Linked DNA regions of Sus scrofa: region 2 is linked to region 1. Evidence: chromatin contacts called from public Hi-C data. All regions are on one chromosome and are shown on one strand. Each heading gives the region's core, a stretch centred on a gene start, on an enhancer-like site or on the middle of the called end of the contact. The rest is flanking DNA. Distances are from core to core; before and after follow the strand shown. Region 1 overlaps ERN1 (serine/threonine-protein kinase/endoribonuclease IRE1). Region 2 overlaps ERN1 (serine/threonine-protein kinase/endoribonuclease IRE1).

What was found. Hi-C and Micro-C count contacts between places; a contact is called where the count stands out from the background.
Region 2: a Hi-C map of retroperitoneal adipose tissue shows a contact between it and region 1, with 1.9 times the contacts expected there. The contact joins two enhancer-like sites. A contact is called at or near these places in 5 of 5 promoter capture datasets (fetal liver, fetal skeletal muscle, liver and 1 more), 18 of 47 Hi-C or Micro-C datasets (blood, embryonic fibroblasts, fetal liver and 8 more) and 2 of 2 datasets of contacts at active chromatin or transcription factors (alveolar macrophages and skeletal muscle).

The regions. Positions count from the first base shown.
Region 1 is chr12:14,889,067-14,891,704 of Sscrofa11.1, reverse strand. The region is part of intron 1 of ERN1 (serine/threonine-protein kinase/endoribonuclease IRE1); the gene reads right to left. Among named protein-coding and RNA genes, the nearest start is that of ERN1, 8.5 kb to the right of the region's middle. Within about 2 kb of position 1,289, at least 7 of the 83 cell types and tissues checked have an H3K27ac peak or open chromatin away from gene starts, as enhancers often do. A contact at or near this core is called in mesenteric adipose tissue and retroperitoneal adipose tissue, where this site is marked.
Region 2 is chr12:14,941,356-14,943,993 of Sscrofa11.1, reverse strand. It overlaps ERN1 (serine/threonine-protein kinase/endoribonuclease IRE1), which reads right to left. Exons shown (of 22, transcript XM_005668695.3): 9 at 2,300-2,378; 10 at 1,174-1,339. Among named protein-coding and RNA genes, the nearest start is that of ICAM2, 44 kb to the left of the region's middle. Within about 2 kb of position 1,348, at least 19 of the 83 cell types and tissues checked have an H3K27ac peak or open chromatin away from gene starts, as enhancers often do. A contact at or near this core is called in mesenteric adipose tissue and retroperitoneal adipose tissue, where this site is marked.

The DNA.
Region 1 (2,638 bases), core at 40-2,539:
GATATATGCCTACCACATGTGTATTTGGGAGCAGAACCAGCACAAAAATCAAAGAATTGCCCTCTCTGTCCCCTGAGTCACAGGGGTTTCTGAGGTTTCCTTGACAGATTTTTCTTTTTTATTTTTTTGGCCACACCCAAGGCATGTGGAAGTTCCTGCACCAGGGATCGAACTGCACCACAGTAGCAACCCAAGCCGCTGCAGTGACGATGCCAGATCCTTAACCCACTGCACCACAAGAGAACTCCCAGCACAGAGTATTTAAAAAGGTCCCCAGGTGACTCTTTCAGCTAGGGCGGAGAAGCACTGCCTTAAGCAACACATTCCGAGTTGCAGCTGTGGCCCCTGCACAGGTGTCTCTCCCACTCCTAGAGGCCCCACAGGAATCATGGGTCATTTGCTTTAAGAGAAGAGAGATCCCAGTTAGTTTGGTCAACAAACTCCTCTGACCCAAATGAAGATCAATGACAATGTCAGGTTTGAGGGATGTGACAGCACTATTTGTTCAGAAAATGTATGAAAAAAAAAAAAATCCAGTTTCCATGAAAACACGCCCATGGCCTGGACAATTATTCCCTCATCTGAAATAGAGGGAAAATAATCCACTGGAGGAAGGGGTAGTGTTGAATTGTAATTATAAATTAGTCCACTAACTAGGGAAATCATGTTTAATACATAAGAGGGGCCAACCTTGGATCAAGGTTCATTTTCTAATGGCGAAACATCATGCTGAGGGAAAAATGAAACTGACTAGGAATAATCACAGACCATTTATCTCCTGGGGTTTGGCAGTGGGAAAATTAATCTCATGACCAATAGGAGGGGCCCGTCAAGAGAGCACCACACACTAGGGAGCATGTCCACCCAAGCAAGTATCCTGGAAGCCCTCTCGTTCTGTAGAAAGAAACGCTATTGATAGGCTCCCATTAAAGAATACAGATTACAGTTAAAGCAGCATCTTCCTTATCGCCCCCAAATCTAAAGCCCACTTGCCTGATGATAAAACAGCTCCTTGTTTTATTGGTCTTCAAAAGCCTCCAAGAGAAATTCAATCAATACTTGCTGAGCACCCACTGCAAGGGGGTAGGGCTGCCCATGATGCCAAATGCCACGGAGGATGCAAAGGTAAGACATGATCCCTGTCCTCTAGGACAAACCAGCAAGAGAAGGGTGCCACCCCCCACACACAGGGCACCTTCCTGGCCCCCTCCTCTCTCCCCCATTACTCTCCTGAGACCCACCTGGGCTAACCCAGGTCCCTCCATTGCAGTCCAAGGCCAACACCCTCTCCTGTCATCACACATTCACTTCCTGGTGCCAGAACTTCTCGGGCAGTGGGGGCCTCTGCAAAGGCAAACCCGCCAGACCCAGCCTGATCCTTAGAGAGTTCTATCTTTTCCGAATCCCTTGCCAAAGGCTGTGACTGCAGTGTGGAAACACAACTTTGGTTAAAGGCTTCTAAGATGTGAACTTTCAGTTTTGCTATTTCAGAAACATTTCGGGCATGATCTTACTGAAAAACGTGCACCTGCTTGGATATTATTAGACCTCGAGCAAAGACACACATTTAAACTGTGAATTCAGTGTCAGGGCCTCTTAAAACCTGCTCTCTCTCTCTCTCTCTGACTGTTGGATTCGGCTCCAGAACTGGAAACGGTCAAGGTCCCTGATGGAGATTCTCGGGAGAAGGCAGCATTTCCATCCCAAAGCTGTATCTTTCTCTAGCTGAAACAAAGGATAAGAGGCTGCAAGTCTCTTGGGAGAAAGGAGAGCATCATCTGAGCATTTCCTGAAGCTTCCAGGAAGGCGTGTTGTCTTCTCTTCCCAGTCCTTCTCCATATCCCATTTCACTGCACCATGGCTTGGCCACCTCCTCAGGGTGTGACTGGGGTTGCTTAACTTACATGTTCTAACAAACATACCAGAACATAAGCACTTCAGGGGCTGCTCTTCAAAGGGAAGCAGGAGAATCAGATTCAAGACACCGTTTTGCCACTGGTGCATGACCTTGGACAGGTCACCAGCCCTGTCTGGCCTCAGCTTCTTCATCTGGCTGCTCTGGGAACACAGCAGAGCAGTGACTGTTCAACTTAGAAGGGCAGGGTGATGCCTGAGCGAGGGTGGTGTGTGCCCCAAAACACCAGCCTCGAAGCTTCTAAGGTGCTCCCACTACTACTTATGGACATGCGGCCCATCCCTTAAGTGGGGGTGCAGTGGGGAAAATTTGAGGACTTACTGGACTAGACCAGCAAGATCCCTTCTAGGAGTCTGACATTATTTTTTTGGCCACACTCAAGGCACGTGGAAGTTCCCAGACCACGGATTGAACCTGTACCACAGTAGCAACCCAAGCCGCTGCAGTGACGATGCCGGATCCTTAACCCACTGCACCACAGGGGCCGGGGAGAAGTTCAATATTTATCCACACATACTCCCACTGTTCACCATATTTCTGGAATTTTTTAGAAATCTCTTTCAAAGAATATACTTTTGAATCTTCTAAAAGGGGTAGAAAATCTCTCACTGGCATTTAGAAACAACCAAAAATGCAAGGGTCCCCTAGAAATTGTGCAATCAAGCTGAGTAATAACATTTTTGATCAGAACTTCAGTGTGGACCATGCCAAAGTTAGAGTCAA
Region 2 (2,638 bases), core at 99-2,598, 52 kb before region 1:
CACCACCTCAGTGTGCGCTTCCAGCCTAGGGAGGGGTGAACACCTCCCTTAGCTGCTACATGAAATTAAAGTGGCCTTGTGATTTCAAGGGCCTCTGGCCTCAGCTCTCTTTCCTCCATGGGGGACCCAGCACACATGCTTCCCAAACTACTTCTGTTTAAAAAAGGGTAGAGTTCTGTTGCTACCTCCTTTGCCTGTTATTTGGCAAAAACAATAACCAGAAGAAAAATGGCTACAAGGAGTCAGGATGAACCACGAACAGCAAGGCCTGGACAGCTACAGAGGGAGCGCTAGGGCTCCGCTACCGCCAGGTTCCTCTCTCTGCAACGCCCAGTCACACACCCCCAATAGATGTCACTGCCTTGCTGCCTCCGGGCCCCACGGCTACTCCACGTCCCTGCCCGAGAGCCCCCAGGCCTGACTCTCACTGTCCTGGTCCCCGGCAGCCCCGGCGCCCCCATAGGCTGCATCCCCGCCCTCCCACCTCTGGGGCTGGGGGCAGCAGAGCAGGGGAGGGGGCCACAGGAAGGGCAAAACTGATTTAAGAAAACTCCATCCTGCTCTAATTACTTGGGGCACTTGCTGGAGACAAGTGCTTCTGTGCTCTCTTGCTGACGGTGTTGACAGCGCAGAAATGGAAGGGAAGGAAAGGGGATGCGCCCGGGACTGTGCCGAGGCTCCTGGACCCACTTCTGGGCTCCATCTCCTCACCCTCAATCCCGCCTGGGTTTTCAGCCCTTTTTTCCCCCAACCCCTCACATGCCCAGGCCAACTCCCAAGGGAATTCTTCCACAGAAACTGCTTAACTCTAAGTGGAAATAATAAGGGTGCCACCTCGCCTGGGGTCGTCGTGAGAAATAAGGAAATGATTAGAAAGCGCAGTGTGCCCGACGGTCAGCGTGCAGATCACTGCACAGAGTTTACATTATTTAGTCCTGGAGTTTGGGAACATTCGTTAAATAATTACTGAGAACTGGCTTGCTAACACATCTGTACTGTTTATTTTCCTTGGCAGTAAAATATTCCAAGGTCTGAAAGACCAACTTGGACGTGAACTGAGCACAGTCAGGGCCGGGCTGAGGACAGTAACCAGTAATATTATTATTGTAATGTCCACTACTGGCCACCAGGAGGCAGCAGCCTGTCACGGGGGCCCACGGCGCCAGCTCTTACCAATCAGAAGCCAGTAGTTCCTCAGATAGTTAAGCTTGTTCTTCCCTTTAAGTCCTGGGTTGAACTTCAGGTCTGTGCTGGGCGTGATCACACACTCCCCTTTGTCCCCAATGGTGACACCGTCGGTCTGGGGACCTTCCAGCAGAGGAAGAGTGCTGCCTCGGGGCTGAAAAGACAGCAGGAGCGAGGCTAGGGGTGGCCCTAGGCACAGGGTTCCAGGGTGGGGCTGGTCAGGGAGGCAGAGGGGGACCCAAAGGCCCCAAGACTGAGCGGGAGCTGCCCCATCTGGGGAGGTGACACCATACTGACGTCCTTTAAAACCTGGATGTCTTTTTAAAGGTGAACATCTTTTTAATTTCTTATGTCTGGGAACCGGAAAACAGGAAGGGCATGGGTGGAAATCCAAGAGGCGACTGTGAGAAGCAGACACACAGGAAGGAGCTCACAAATGATACAACTGACCAGGCTGGGAAGCTCCAGCCCGGCGCTGGCTCGGCCACCACTGGACCCAGGCAGGTGCTGCCCTGCGAGGGAGCAGCGGACGGACTCACTGGGAAGACGAGGGATGCTAACCAAACAGCACACACGTTGCAAGGACCAAAACAGCAGCGGGAATCATGATGCTGCAGACACTCAGAGACGAGCACTGCAGGCAAGCTGGCGCGGTCCCAGGGGGCTGGACCGGTCGCAAAGGAAGGAAGGGGAAGAAGGGAGGGCATTTGAAGTGGAGGCGCCATCTGAACAAGGGCTGAGCAGGATGAACAGGGAGCTCCTGGAGCTCAGGGAGGAGACGGACTGGACGGGGCAGCCCCAGAGAGCCATCCACCATGCAGCAGACGCCCACCACCGAGTGGGGCTGGCCTGAGGGGCTGTGCCCCCCAGCCTGGGGAGCTGGGACTTGAACCCGAAAGCAAAGGGGTGGAACCGGGGCTTAGGAGGCTGCTTCAGTCACACATCTCTCCTCGCCAAGTAGAAGGTGGTACGTGTAGAAACTGTCTTTGAGGATTTAAGATCTGTGTCTTGCATCCTTAACAGCAGGATGCATATGTAATGCAGTCACTCTTTGTGAAAATGGAGCAGGAGTGGTTAGGAGGCTGCACCTATGAGCCCACCCATATGTACTTACCACAACGGCGACCCCCTCATGTACCATTGAGGGCGACGCATAGAGGCTGGTGGAATATTTCCCCACATACAGGGTGGGCCTAGGAGACAAACAGATACATGCATTCCGCTGTCATTTAATTCCTGGACCCCACAAAAGGGGACTTTGGGGCAAGAAGTATCACAGCCCCAAATACCACCCAGGAAGAACCACATTAATCCAGTTCTCTGAGCCGTGGCGGGTGAAGGCAAGGCTACTGTCCTGGGAACCTGGAGAACTGGGCTGCAGGCCCCGCTGTTACCTTCGAAGGATGCACAAGCCACCTGCTCGCCCAGTTTGATTTCCTCATCTGCACTAGAC